2 separate regions of the Sus scrofa genome follow, and region 2 is linked to region 1. The links are chromatin contacts, called in public Hi-C maps. All regions are on one chromosome and are shown on one strand. The core of a region is the stretch at or near the end of the contact, and the rest is flanking DNA. Distances in the headings are between cores, read along the strand shown.

What was found. A called contact is a pair of places that touch in the nucleus more often than the background predicts.
Region 2: a contact with region 1 is called in a Hi-C map of liver, with 4 times the contacts expected there. The contact joins the promoter of BCL7C here to the promoter of ORAI3 in region 1. A contact is called at or near these places in 1 of 5 promoter capture datasets (fetal liver), 3 of 47 Hi-C or Micro-C datasets (embryonic fibroblasts, heart right ventricle and liver) and 2 of 2 datasets of contacts at active chromatin or transcription factors (alveolar macrophages and skeletal muscle).

Annotation. Positions count from the first base shown.
Region 1 is chr3:17,494,377-17,501,019 of Sscrofa11.1, forward strand. It overlaps ORAI3 (protein orai-3), which reads right to left and starts at 3,015. Exons shown (of 2, transcript XM_003481021.4): 1 at 2,224-3,015. The coding sequence starts at 2,451. FBXL19 (F-box/LRR-repeat protein 19) reads right to left here. Exons shown (of 12, transcript XM_013987711.2): 11 at 4,966-5,184; 12 at 3,110-4,872. The coding sequence ends at 4,694.
Region 2 is chr3:17,542,330-17,548,889 of Sscrofa11.1, forward strand. BCL7C (B-cell CLL/lymphoma 7 protein family member C) reads left to right here and starts at 5,217. Exons shown (of 6, transcript XM_013995586.2): 1 at 5,217-5,498; 2 at 6,070-6,148; 3 at 6,487-6,560. The coding sequence starts at 5,407. It overlaps LOC100736818 (cardiotrophin-1), which reads right to left and starts at 2,921. Exons shown (of 3, transcript XM_021086414.1): 1 at 2,818-2,921; 2 at 1,053-1,168. The coding sequence starts at 2,842.

The DNA.
Region 1 (6,643 bases), core at 1,765-4,264:
TGTTTTTGTTTTTGTTTTTTTTTTTTTTGGCCACACCTGTGGCATATGAAAGTTCCCATGCTGGGGGTTGATTCAGAGCTGCAGCTGCCGGCCTACACCACAGCCACAGTAATGCAGGATCTGAGCCGCATCTGCGACCTATGCCGAAGCTTAGGGCAATGCCAGGTCCTTAACCCACTGACCCAGGCCAAGGATCAAACCTGCATCCTCAAAGACACTATGTCAGGTTCTTACTGCTGAGCCAGGAGGGTGGTGGTAGGAAGGCAAGGCTGAATATTTTGAGAAATTGGGCCATGGCAGGTGTTAGCAGCTGTTTTCCACAGACAGGGATCTGGGCCAGCCCAGTCCTGGTTTCTCCCAGAGCCTGACCTAGCCTTGCTCTCCCCTGGCAGGACCAGGGCCAGTCCTGCCCCAAGAACCTACTCATCTGGGATTTCCCTTGTGGCACAGCAGGTTAAGGATCCAGCGTTTTCACTACAGTAGTTTGGGTCACTGCTGTGGCTTGGGTTCAATTCCTGGTCTGGGAACTTCCACATGCTGCAGATGTGGCCAAAAACACCAAAACCCCTACTTATCTTGCCTCTTGGTCCTGCAGAGAAAGTCTTGGGACTTAAGCTGTCACCCCAGCAAACTGCAAGGGCAGCAGCAGGGGGAATAGTCCCCTTGGGAATAGGCCGGAAGTCGGGGGCATCTCAGGCAGGTCCACAGGCTGCTCCCATCCCTCTGCAGTCTGTGCAGGTAAAGCTCCTTGTCCTGAGATGACCCCACATCAGGAAATGTGAGCTGAGGATCTGGGGCCTGTGGATCCTGGACCCCCACATAGAAAACAATACCTAGGATGACCCTTAAGGATAGAAACTTTCAGAGTTCTCTTGTGGCGCAGCAGGTTAAGGATCCAGCGTGGTTGCCGCCACTGCTGGGGTCACTGCTGTGGCATCAATTCAATCCCTGGCCCCAGAACTTCCGCATGCCGTGGATGTGCCAAAAAAAAAAAAAAAAGGATAAACATTCCATCTCATCATTCAAATGCAGAGGTTGTGGCAAAGTGGGCGGGGACTAAGCCAAATCACCTAGTGCTACGACCCCTTTTCGCCCCCATCCTGACAGCCCTGTCATGTTCCTATGAGGATCCCCCTCCAGCCCATTTTCCCCTTCCTGTTGTGATGATGGGAAACCCTGGACTAACAGTTCAGCGACCCTGGGTCCTAGTTTATCCTCTATCCTTCATCTGCTGAGTGCTCTTGGCAGAGCCACTGCCCTATTCTGGACCTTGATCTCCACGCCTGTCCAGTTAAGAGGTAGTCTCGCCCACCCCTGATGTGCGTCTTGCTCTGACATGCTCAGACCTGGGGTTTGATGATGAGAATTGGCTCACCTTGGGGCTGGTACTTGGCAGGATACAGAGGGCGCACCCTCCATGGTCCCACAACTTCCCACTGGCCCGTGAGGGGGTGGAGGCCTATCCAGGGTCACACAGCTAAGCACAGGCTGCAAGGAGCCAGGACTTATGTCTGCTGACTCCTCACCACAGGACCTCCCCTCCCTGGTCCCACTTCCTGTGAGGCTGATACGGATGTGAACCGTTAGCTGATATCATCTGCTCACACTTGGAGTTTATCATCTCTAGAATCATCTATCAGCTTCCTCAACAGCTTCTCTCCCTAGGGGCTTCTTCACAGGCATCCTTCCTTACCAAAGCTTCTGTGGCCTACACGAAGCACTCTGTGCCAGGTGGGGCCTGGCCGCCCTCCTTGCTATGGGCCCACTTGTTGGGTGGCCATGTAGTTTATTCTCTCAACACCCCCTCCCCGCCCCAGCTCTGATTTGTCTGATTCGTCTTTGCACCTCTCATGGGGACCTAGCAACCACTTGTGCTGGACTGCGCTCCTTCTGTACCTCTCTGCTCCAGCCTTGCACACGTTTCCCCCCTTGGTGACTTGTCTGCCTCCAAAACATTATTTGTGTCCCCCATGCCTTGGGATTAGTCTTCCCTCTGGTCCAGTTAATGCTAGGGGCCTGTTTACACACCCCACCCACACCCTAAGAGACATGTGTAGTCCCTTGAGACCTCGTTTATTCCCCTTTTCTCTCTTAAAAACCGCTCTCTGCCTTCCCTTCACCCTGTCCCCCTTGGGTACCCGTTCACATCGTTCCAGCGCGGGCGCGGTCCCTCCCACGTGCCTCGCTCCCTCCCTGTGCGCCCCTTCCCTCCCCTCCCCTCACCATGGCGAAGCCCGAGAGCAGGGCAGACGTGCGGCTGGAGGCTTTGAGCTTGGCCCGGCTGAGGTAGAGGCGGCGCCAGCTGAGCGCCCGCAGCGAGTGCTGACTGGCCCCCATGAGGTCCAAGTAGCCGCGGTGCACGAACTCTCGGTACGTGGCCGAGCCCGCGGGGCTCTCGGCCTCCGGGTTCAACGGGGCCTGTTCGCCCGCGTCCCCCTCGCCGCCCTTCATTCTGGGGGCCACAGCACCGGGCGGGCTGGTCGGTCAAGGTGGGGCCGAGTCGCCTCGGGGACCCCAGCAGGGTCGGCCCAGGCCAGGGGAAGGGCCCATCCCCCGGCGGGGCGAGCGAGGATGCGAGCGGCGAGCACCCGGGAAGACGTGGCCCGGGCGGAGCAGGAAGAGCAGGCGTCTGAGGGGAGCCCTAGGGGCTGAAGCAGGACAGCCGAGGCCGAAACAGGAACTGGGGCGGAGGCGGAGCCGGGGCGGCCACATGATGGGGTGGAGCCGGGGGGACCATCGGCAGAGAGCCCAAGGGACCCCGAGACCCCAGTCCACCGGGAACTTCCTCTAGGCGCTTAAGCCCCGCGGAGATGAAGGGCCAGCCCTAGCCCGTGGCTAGGAGGGAGTTCCCGGGCCCTGGCCCACTCCAAGAACACCTGGACACTTCCAACGACCAAACTCCAAACCCTTACCTAAATCGTGAGCCCACCCAACCGGAGGGCCCGCAGGAGGCCCAGCATCCTCAATTTTGGGAAGCTTAGTAGGACCTAGGCGCCCCCCTCCCCAAGCCCCGGGATCCACTCAAACGAGCCCCCTCCTCCCAGAACCTGAAAGAACACCCTGGTCACGCCCCGCCCCCGCCACAGACAAGACACACGAACTCGGCAGCCCCGGCTGGAAGATTTTGAGTTTTATAGCAAACCGTATTATACAGACCCGGGGCCCAGGGGCCCAGCCCGGCTGGGTCCCCTACTTGTCCCCCGCCGGGCTGCCTCCTCCCCCTCCCCCAAGCGGCCCCATCCTCAAGCCTTTCGCGATCCCCAGGACCCCCTCCCTTCCGGCCTTTGGTCCGCCCAGCCCCTCCCCCCACCCGCGCACCTCCCTGTTACCTGAGGTATGTGGATAGATCCCCCCTCCCCTACATGGTACATCCTGGCTCCCCAGGGAGGCCAGGGATGAGGGGCGGGACCTGGCCCCGACTCCTCCCCCTGGCTCCCCAAGCCCCGCCCCCGCAGTGGAGGCAAGGGAAAGGGAGGGCCAACAGTCTGTTACTAAGTTCCCATGGCAACTAAGAGGGGCCATTTCCAGCCTTAGCACTGGCTTTGGGAGGTGTCCATTGGCTGCTAATTCCATGGCAACCAGGAGTGGCAGTTCCCTGGGCAAATGGGATACAAGTTTCCATGACGATGAAAGAGTGGGAAGAGCCAAGCTGGAGGAGTCCCATCTTCCCCATCATTGGGCTGGCACCCCACCCCACCCCCACCTCAGGTCAGGAGGGAGGGGTGGAGTTGGTCAATACAGTAAAGCAAGAGAGAGCCTGGGGGTGGTACAGTCCAAACTGGGTGTCCACCGGTCCAGTCTCAGTCCAAGCTGGTCCCGTCCCCTCACACTCCGGCTCCCCCAGGTCCGAGGTTCCCCCGGTTCAAGTAACACTTCAGTACAGATGAATGTTCAAGTATAGTGCGGGGAGGCAGGTAGGGGGCTGGGGTACCCCTCACCACTCCCCAGGGCCGCGCTGAACAGCGGGTAGGCCGCAGCCCCCACTCCTCACAATAGCTGCCATTGTCAGTGACGTTCAAGGAGTCAGGGTTGGGGGGAAGGAACTGAAATCTGAGGAGGGAGGAAGGAGAGGGGTGACCCCGAGGGGGTCCTACCGCCCCCACACCTGCTCTTGCCCCCACCCCTCACTCAGCCCTGGCTTTCCCCTGGTTCCCCGAGTCCCCTCATCTCTGACACCTGGATTCCCCAATTGCTCCTCTGGTTTCCCTTTTTGGCCCCACCCCCACCCCCCAACTCCAAGTATCTGGTCTTTGTTCCCGGAACCCTTGGTGGTCTGCTTTCCGCCCGTCCCCCCACCCCCGGCCCATCCTCCAGCTCCCCCAGCCCCCTGGCTCCCAGTATCCTGTGCGCAGATACCCTTTCCCGCTCTCCCTCCCTCAAACTTGCACCTCAACCCCCCTCCCACCATCCCTTTGGCTCAGCACCCCCCAGTACCTCGGACCCACTCCCCCCAGGGGATGGACAATGAAGCAGGTGGAAGGGTGAGGGGAGGGGAAGGAGAGACCCCCAGAGATATCAGTGCAGGGGGTAGAGAGCGGGGAGGCTGGCTCGAGTCCCTGGGCAGGAATCCCAAGTCATAAAACTCAGGAATCCCAAGTCATGAGGTGGGTAACCTGGCCTCCTGGCAGGGGTGAAATGAAGGCCTGAGGTCCAGGCTCCTGATGAGTCCCGGGGGAGGGTGGGGGGCACCCAACTAGCTGTCCTTGAGAAGCAGCTTCTCCTCTGGGCAGCGGAAGGGGCCAGGGGGCCCGGCGGCTGCCAGCCGGGCACAAGCTTCAGGTGAGAGCTGGCGGCAGGAGCGCAGGTCTAGGCGGCGGAGGCGCGGGCAGCGGCGGAACAGCGGGAGGCAGTGGTCCGTGAGGCGGTGGCAACCTGGGGTTGGGGCAGAGGAGACCAGGAAGGTGAGGTGGCGGAGGCACCGACCGCAGGGACCAGGAGGCCAGCAGGATGGACGGACAATCTTACCAGCGAGGTTGAGGTGTACCAGGGTCTCTCGGAGCGGGGAGGTGGGGGCCGTGAGGAGGTGGACGCTGGGATCCCCAACGTGGGCGCAGTGGCTCAGGTCCAGGGCGCTCAGCTGGGGCGCGTGGCGCAGCAGGAGCCGCAAGGAGGCGTCCGTCAGCTCCAGACCCGCCAGGCGCAGCTCAGCGACCCCCTGCAGCCGCCCTCGGCTCTCCGTTTGCCCTGGGCAGGCAGAGAAGAGGTCAGCACTCGGGCTGCTCCCGCACCGCACCAGCTCGCTCTGCACACTCCTTCCTCACCGCCCCAGGCCTGCTTCCCCACTCTAAGGGAGCCTCCGTTTGCTCTTCTCCCCCGAACCCACAAAGCCCGACCTCCGTTCATCTGCCGTCGCTCACGCTGCCTCCTCAGGTAGCCTTCCAGGATTACTCCATTTCAAACCGCAACATTCCGCCTCCCTGCCCTCCCCACCTTTTTCTGCCACACCCCCAAGCATGCAGAAATTCCCAGGCCAGGGGTGGCACCCCAGCCACAGCAGTGACAACCCTGGGTCCTTAACCCGCTGTGCCAAGAGGGACCTCCATTCCCTTCTTTTTCTCCCCATCTGACACTATATGTCTTTTCTCCTGTCCCACTGGAATGTCAGTTCCATGAAGGCAAGAATTTCTGTCTGTCCTGTTCTTGCTCTTATGCCCAGGAACTGGGACACAAGTGCTCATTGAATAAATGACACCCCCGACAGGACTGCTGTCCCAGCAGGGTCCTGGGGCACATCCTGCTCTTCTTCTGTGATCAGTGAACCCCCCACCTGGATCCCTTTCTTGCCATTCACCCCGTCACCGCTGGGGCCACACTCCTCTTGCCTGAACTCCTGCCTCCTCACTCACTCCTGTCCCTCCTCCTCGTCCAGCATCCACAGAGCTGTTCTCAAACACGAACGGGACCACCTCCCTCCTCCCTCCTTGGCTAGAACCTCTCTGAGGGCATCTAAGAAGTCCCATTGCCTTGGTAGAACATTCCAGTTCCTGCAAGGTCTGGCCTCCATCGCAGCTCCAAAATCTTCTCCCTCACCCCAGATATCTGGGCCAAACTTCACAGGCAACTCTGCCCTGAGTGACTCTGCTTATGGCCACCTGTGCTCAATCCCCTGCCTGGCCAGGGGCCCTGGCTTCCAGGACAGAGCTCAGGGGCCTCCCCTTCCTCCATTTCTGGGGTAGAAGAGCTCCCGCCCCTCATCTCTGCACCCAAATCTTTCCTTTTATTGTATCTGCCACAATCCTGTATTTCTTTCTTATGGAAGTACACAGGCTAGGGGTCAAATCAGAGCTACAGCTGCCGGCCTATGTCACAGCTACAGCAACACAGGATCCGAGCCGTGTCTGTGACCTACACCACAGCTCACAGCAACACGGGATCCTTAACCCACTAGGTGAGGCCAGGGATCCAGCCTGGATCCTAGTTGGGTTTGTTACCACTGAGCCACAACAGGAACGCCTTTTTTTTTTTTTTTGTCCTCACCCATGACATGGAACTTTCCAGGGCCAGGGATCGAACCTGAACCTGCACAAGAGTGACCCCAGCTGCTGCAGTGACAACATCCAATCCGTAACCTGCTGTGCCGCAAAAGAACTTCCAATCTTGCATTTCCTTTCTCGGTTTTTGTAACCAAATGCCTTTGGTTTTT
Region 2 (6,560 bases), core at 3,967-6,466, 50 kb after region 1:
CTGCTTTAAACACACTATTCCTAACCTTCCCAATAATGGGTGTGATGATGATGATAATTTTGTAAGCCAGGACTCTGGGGCTGACTTGCCCTAGGTCATCCACCTAGGAAGGGGCGGAAGCTGGACTCTGAACCAAAGTTGGTAGGCTACAAAGTTACTTCTCTTACCCTGCTATTGCTGTCATCACTGTTAAATTATTATGTTGAATGTTATCATTACTGCCCAAGGTCACAACAAGTTGGCAGACCTACAGTCTGTCTGATTCCAAACTGGATCCTCCCTCCACGACACCAGAGTAATTTGGGGAACTACTTTCTTTTTTGGATCATGTTGGCAGATCCCCCTCCCCTGTAAAAATGCCCTCTTGCTATGGCATTTTTAGCCCTAGATTGAAACCCCTTCTTGGCCTCTTTGCATAATGCAAGTAGAAGAGTTCACAGCTCATCCTATGCAACTGCCTCCTTTTACACCTGGGGAGACCCAGACTCGTGGAGGTGAGATGACAAGATCATACAGAGCCTAGAACCCAGGTTTCCTGACTTCCAGACCAGAGTTCTTATCATGCTCTCAGGTTGCTCTGTTTTGTTTTTTCTTTTGAGGGCCACACTTGTGGCATATAGAAGTTCCCAAGCTAGGGGTTGAATTGGAGCTGAAGCTGCAGGCCTACACCACAGCCCCACAGCAACACAGGATCCCAACCACATGTATGCTGCAGCTTGTGGCAATGCCAGATCCTTAACCCACTGAGTGAGGCCAGGAATCAAATCAGGTTCTTAACCCACTGAACCGCAAGAGGAACTGCCAGGTTGCTCTGTCTAAAGCACCAAGGAGGCTGCCTCTGCACTGAGGCTAATGGAGAGGCATTTGGGGCAGAGAGAGGGTCCTCCTCCAATTTGCTCTGTAGCCAGGGGTCAATTACTAGCCCCCTCGTGGGAACCGCAATTTCTGCAGCCGTGAAGGGAGGTCAACAAAATGGGTCGTTCAAGGACCCCGTGATGTGTACTTCCCCAGACCCCAGGCCCCCTGGTACCCGCACCCTCATCCCCACTCACATATTCCTGGAGCAGCTGCTCAGCATATTTGGTGAGGAGGCGGGCAAGGCTGTGTGTCTGTTGGATCTTGGCCTCCAAGTGGGGAAGGGGTGAAATGGAGGAATCAGCCTGGGGGTCTTCTGGTGGGAAAAGGGGGAGGAATGAGGGTACACAACCCCCCTGCTTCTTGACCACCTCTTCCAGGTTGGCTCTTCCTTCCTGAATCCAGAAACTCCACTCTGGTTTGGGTTTTTTTTTTTTTTTTTGGTTGCTGTTGTTGTTGTTGTTTTGCTTTTTAGGGCCAAACCTGTGGCATATGGAGTTTCCCAGGCTAGGGGTCGAATCAGAACTACAGCTGCTAGGCTACACCACAGCCACAGCAACATAGGATCCAAGTCATGTCGGCGACCTACACCACAGCTCGGGGTAACACCAAATCCTTAACCCACTGAGTGAGGCTGGGGATTGAACCCACAACCTCATGGTTACTAGTCAGATTCCATTTCCACTGCACCACAATAGGAACTCCCAGAAGCTCCACTCTGAATCCTCCAACTTTTAAGCCAGGCAGGCTCTGTCCCCTTCCAACTGAGGGAAAATGAAGCACCAGACATTTGCCAAGTGGTTGTTCTACCTGAAATGTATTCCCTGTGCCTAGATCATTGTTGAAATCCTATTAAAGCCAAATTCAAATACTGCCTCCCCAGTGTAGATTTACCCCTCCTTTAAATTAACTTCTTCTTTCTACTTAAGGCCATTTGTTCATACTTCCAAAGTGGTGGGTGGTTTTTGGTTTTTGGTTTTTTTTTTTTTTTTTTTTTTTTTTTGGCAGCCCCCAGGGCATGTGAAAGTTTCCAGCCAGGGATCAAACCCGCAGGGCAGTTGCTACCTTTGCCACAGTTGCGGCATAAGAGAACTTCCCCAAGGTGGTTTTTTTTAATGGCTCTTTTTTTTTTTTTTTTTTTTCCCCTGTGAGAATCTGCCTCAGCCTGGGAATCCTTTGAGGGTTGGGCTCATACATCTCTCTCTCAGAGATTGTTTGTGGAATTCAGCATCATTGATGCACAGATCTTTAAATTGAAATGAGCCGTTAAGCCCATTTTACAAGTTGGGAGACTGAAATCCCACTCCTTTCCTGATGGCCCGTCTATGCAAGACGCTGGGCATTGCGCAGCATCAATGAATCGGCAGCAATCTACCTTCACTAGCACAAGCTAGAGGGTGGCGCCCCGGGAGGACTACATTTCCCTAGATGCCCATCGCGCGTGTCCAGGGCATGCTGGGGAATGTAGTCTTGGCCCGGCAACTCCCGCCCCCGCCCCCGCCCCGCCAGAGTTTGCCCCGCGGGTCCCTATCCTTAACAGCCTCGACTTTCGCTTCCTGTTGTCACTCACCAGCCCCTGTGGCCAAAGGCTTCTTCCTCTAACTTTACACGTCCCTCTGGCTCCCAGCTGTGATTCTTTCCCGATACTCTGAGAGGATCCGATGTCCTGTCCCAGCCACGACCCCAGTCCTCCCCCAAGGTGTACTCGAACCCAGGATCTACCTCCTGAGTCCAAATCCCTGAAGGCACAGCCCCAGGCCTCCTCTAAACTCTGGCGTTTGCCCCTGCCCCCAGCTCACCCACAACTCACCCGCTCGTTACCTGACACCGGGGCCCTGCTCTCCCCCACTCAGGCCGCTCCCTTCCCGTACCTAGGGGTGGCGGGGACCCAGACTCCAGCTTCCAGCCCTTCTGACCCCTGCTCCCCTCAGGCACTCGGCATCTGACCCTTCAGTCCCTTACCCAGACTTCCCTCCCTCCGGTTCATGCTGTCCCCTGGCTGATCCTGGTAGCCTCCACGCCCCCCTTCCGAGGGGGGAGAAGGGGGAAAAGGGTAGGGGCGTGGCCGGGGCGTAGCCAATCACGGCTCAGACCCCAACAATCTACCCCCCCCTCACCACCCCGCCCCCCGCCGCCCCAGGCAGGATTCCTTGGCCCTGAGCTCAGGTCCTTGCTTGCGCAGCCTCGTCGGGGAGGGGGCCTGAGGAGGGCAGCAGGATGTCTGCAGGTTGGACTCAGGCTTGGGTGCCAGGGCCTGGGAGGCAGCCTGGGTCCCAATGAGAGGAGAAGGCTCAGGCTCCGACCTGGGGTTAGTCTTGGCCTCTGGGCTGTTTTTTCCGAGAAAACTGGGGGGATAGGAGAGGGCGCAGCTGGCAGGCCTGGAATGTGCTGGCCCTCCCTCTTGGCGGGGAAGGGAAGGGGAGAGCCAGGTGCTTGAGAGGCCGAGATGGGGGCCCTCAGGCTTGGGCCACACCTGCTGGCATAAACACCTCCTGGCCTATTGCAGATGCCTTCTGCCCTTGCTCTCATAGTCACAGCTACTAGGAGGGGACCACCACCTCGTCTTACCAGTAAGAGAACCCTTCCGACACACCCGCATCTACTGAAGGCTTCTTGCGCTGGAACAAGCTTCAGAGATAGGTCCAGGGAGTCACACCCACACATCTACCCACAAACCCGATGAGGACAAACGCTGACCGGTCCGTACACACTTACTTATTCCCACAAATGGTTCCCAAGTACCCCCTCTGTCCTGGGCTCTGGGCCCCAGAGGGGATCCATTCTTAGTCTCTGGCCCCCTGAGGAGCTCAATCTGATAGTGAGACCACAGACAAAAGCAGGTAATGTGAACTGGGAAGGAGGCCCCTGTGTCTTTAAGTATTTCACCATGAGCAGACAACTGCCAGAATAAAGGAAGAAAGGGAACAACTGGCAGAGGGCACAGCATGTGGCACCATCACGCGCATATTAACAGTGACTCTTGTTGGGTATTTACTATGCGCAAGATGCTGTTCTAAGAGTTACATGTATATTAACTCATTCCCATGTTACAGCTGAGAAAATAGTGATAAGTGACTTGTTTGAGGTCACTGGACAAGCAGAGCTGGGATTTTACCCCAGCGATTTGGCCCAGAAATGATGTCATAACCACCTCTGAACATAGTCACACCAAAACACACAGACCCGAGAGCCACACCCTTGACACATTCACACACAGCAACACAAATTTAGAATGTCATACCTGCTGGCAAACACAGCCTCAAACAAAATCAACCAAGACACATGTATTTTAAGTAAGCTTTTCATTGACGTGCTATAGACACAGGGTAAAGTACACACATCCTATATGTACAGCTCCGCGAATTTTCCAAGAGTAAATATGCCGTGGGAACCAGCACCAGATTAAGAAACGGAATCTGACCAGTTCCCAGAGGCCCCTCTTAGCCCCTCCCAGTCCCCAGGGTGACCACTCTCCCCGGTGTTTCGCACCATTTATTGGTTTTGTCCAGAACTTTCTCTGAATGGGATCACAGGGCGTATTGCTTCTCTGACCTCTTTCACGAGACGTCCCCATGTTGTGTGTAGCAGGACATCACTCTCCTTGCCCTGTCGTCCATGGTGTGAACAGGCTACAATTTATTTTCCATGGCCCTGTGGATGGGTTGTTTCTAGCCTGAGGCGCTTAGGAACAGAGCTATGGACATTCCAGTACAGGTCCCTTGGGGCTCCTACCCACGCATTTCTGATGGGTGTTAACCATCCAGGAGCGGAACTGCTGGGTCACAGGGTTGGTGTACGTTCGGTTTCACTAGAAAAGCGCCAGCTTTCCAAAGTGTCTCTATCAATTTACACTCCCCCAGAAATATGAGAGGTCCAGTTGCTCTACTTCGCCTCCACTTGGCAAGGTCTCATCTGAGCCATTCTGGAGGGTGGAAGAGGCACTCAGTACATTTACAGTGTCTGGCACGTAACTGGCCCTCAGTTAATAGCCTGTAGAATGAATGGATGAAGAGATAGTTGCAGCGTAGAACCAGGCAGCCGAGCAAGGGACACACACACACGCAAACACACACACACAAACACACACACCGTTCCAGGGTCCACCCACGCGCAGCGGTCGCACCCGGGACACAGATCCTCTCGCGCCCCCTGGCGCCCACGTGGTCTGAACGCACGGCCGCAGCCCCGCCGCGCGCGTCCAGTCGCCGAGCTGCCCCAACCTCCCTCTCGGCCGCGGGCAGGGGGCGCTGCGCGTCCGGGCGCCTCGAGGCGGAGGCGGCGGGCCCGGTCGGGGCGGGGCCGGCCGGCTTCCAGGCCTGGGCTCTGGCCGCCCGCGCCGCCGGGCGGCTCCGGGGACGGGCCGGGGCGGGGCGCGGCGGCAGGAAGCGGGGCGGGGACTCGCGGAGGCGTTGGGGAGCGAGGGAGGGCGCGGCCAACTCCCGGAGGGGCGACAGGCCGAGAGAGCGGCGCCCCGGCCTGGCGCCGAGCCTGAGCCCGCCGGACGGGAGGCGGCCCAGCCGCGGGCTCGGCCTCGGCCCCAGCCCCGCCAGCATGGCCGGCCGGACCGTGCGGGCCGAGACCCGGAGCCGGGCCAAGGATGACATCAAGAAGGTGATGGCGACCATCGAGAAGGTCCGGAGATGGTGAGCGCTGCCCCGGGGGCCAGGGACGGGCCACGGCGGGCCATTCCTCCCCCGACACGTCCACACCCCCTCCGCCACCTGTGGCCCCCAGGTGTTAGGTGTGCCCCTCTCCCCCGCCGCCCCCAGCTGCGTCCTGGATCTGCAGGGCTCTATCTCTCTTCTCCTGGCTACACCCTGGGGTCTACAAAGCGTGTTCCCCAGCCCTGCCCTCCCAGAGCTGGAACCCCCCCTTTATGCCCCGCCCCCTAAAGCTTTGACACTCCTCCCGCAAGTGTGCCCCGGGATCTTCGAGGCTGTGGTCCCAGGCCTATAGTCGCGCTCTCCATGTATACCCCAGGGGTCTGCCGCGTCGTGACCCCAGCCTATTTTTTTTTCTCTCCCTCTCTCTCTTTCTCCCGCCCCCCACCTATGCCCTGAGGTCTGCCGGGCTTCTCCCTCCAAGTCCCATTAGCCACGCTGCCGCTTCTTTTGCGCACCACCCCCACCTCCACACGTATCCCCAGATACATCCAGCTCCTGGGCTGGCTCTCTCCTCAGGCCTCTCTGACCCCGTCCCTCCACCGTCCCACAGGGAGAAGCGCTGGGTGACTGTGGGTGACACTTCCCTGCGTATCTTCAAGTGGGTGCCAGTGGTGGACCCCCAGGAAGAGGTGAGCAAGCTCCCCCACACCAGGCCCTGCATCTGGGCCACCTCGGGCAAGCCCCTCCCGGCGGCTGGCCTCCACCTCCAGTCCCCACTTAGACCTTACATGCAGCCTCGGGAACAGATGTTAACAATTATTAGCAACTCCGCCTCTTTCCCCTCCCCCGCCACCAGACCCCCTGAGTTCACGGCCTAACGCCGCCGCCGCCGCCGCCGTGGCGCACAACCTGTCGCTCACGGAGGGCCTTCTGCTTCTCTGTGCCTCAATGTCGTTATTTGTTCAGTGGGGGCTTTGCAAGCACTAACTAGAAAGCTGACTGTAACCCTTCGTCCTCTAACCCCCAGGAGCGTCGGAGGGCAGGTGGCGGCGCAGAGCGATCCCGAGGCCGCGAGCGGAGGGGCAGGGGCGCCAGTCCCCG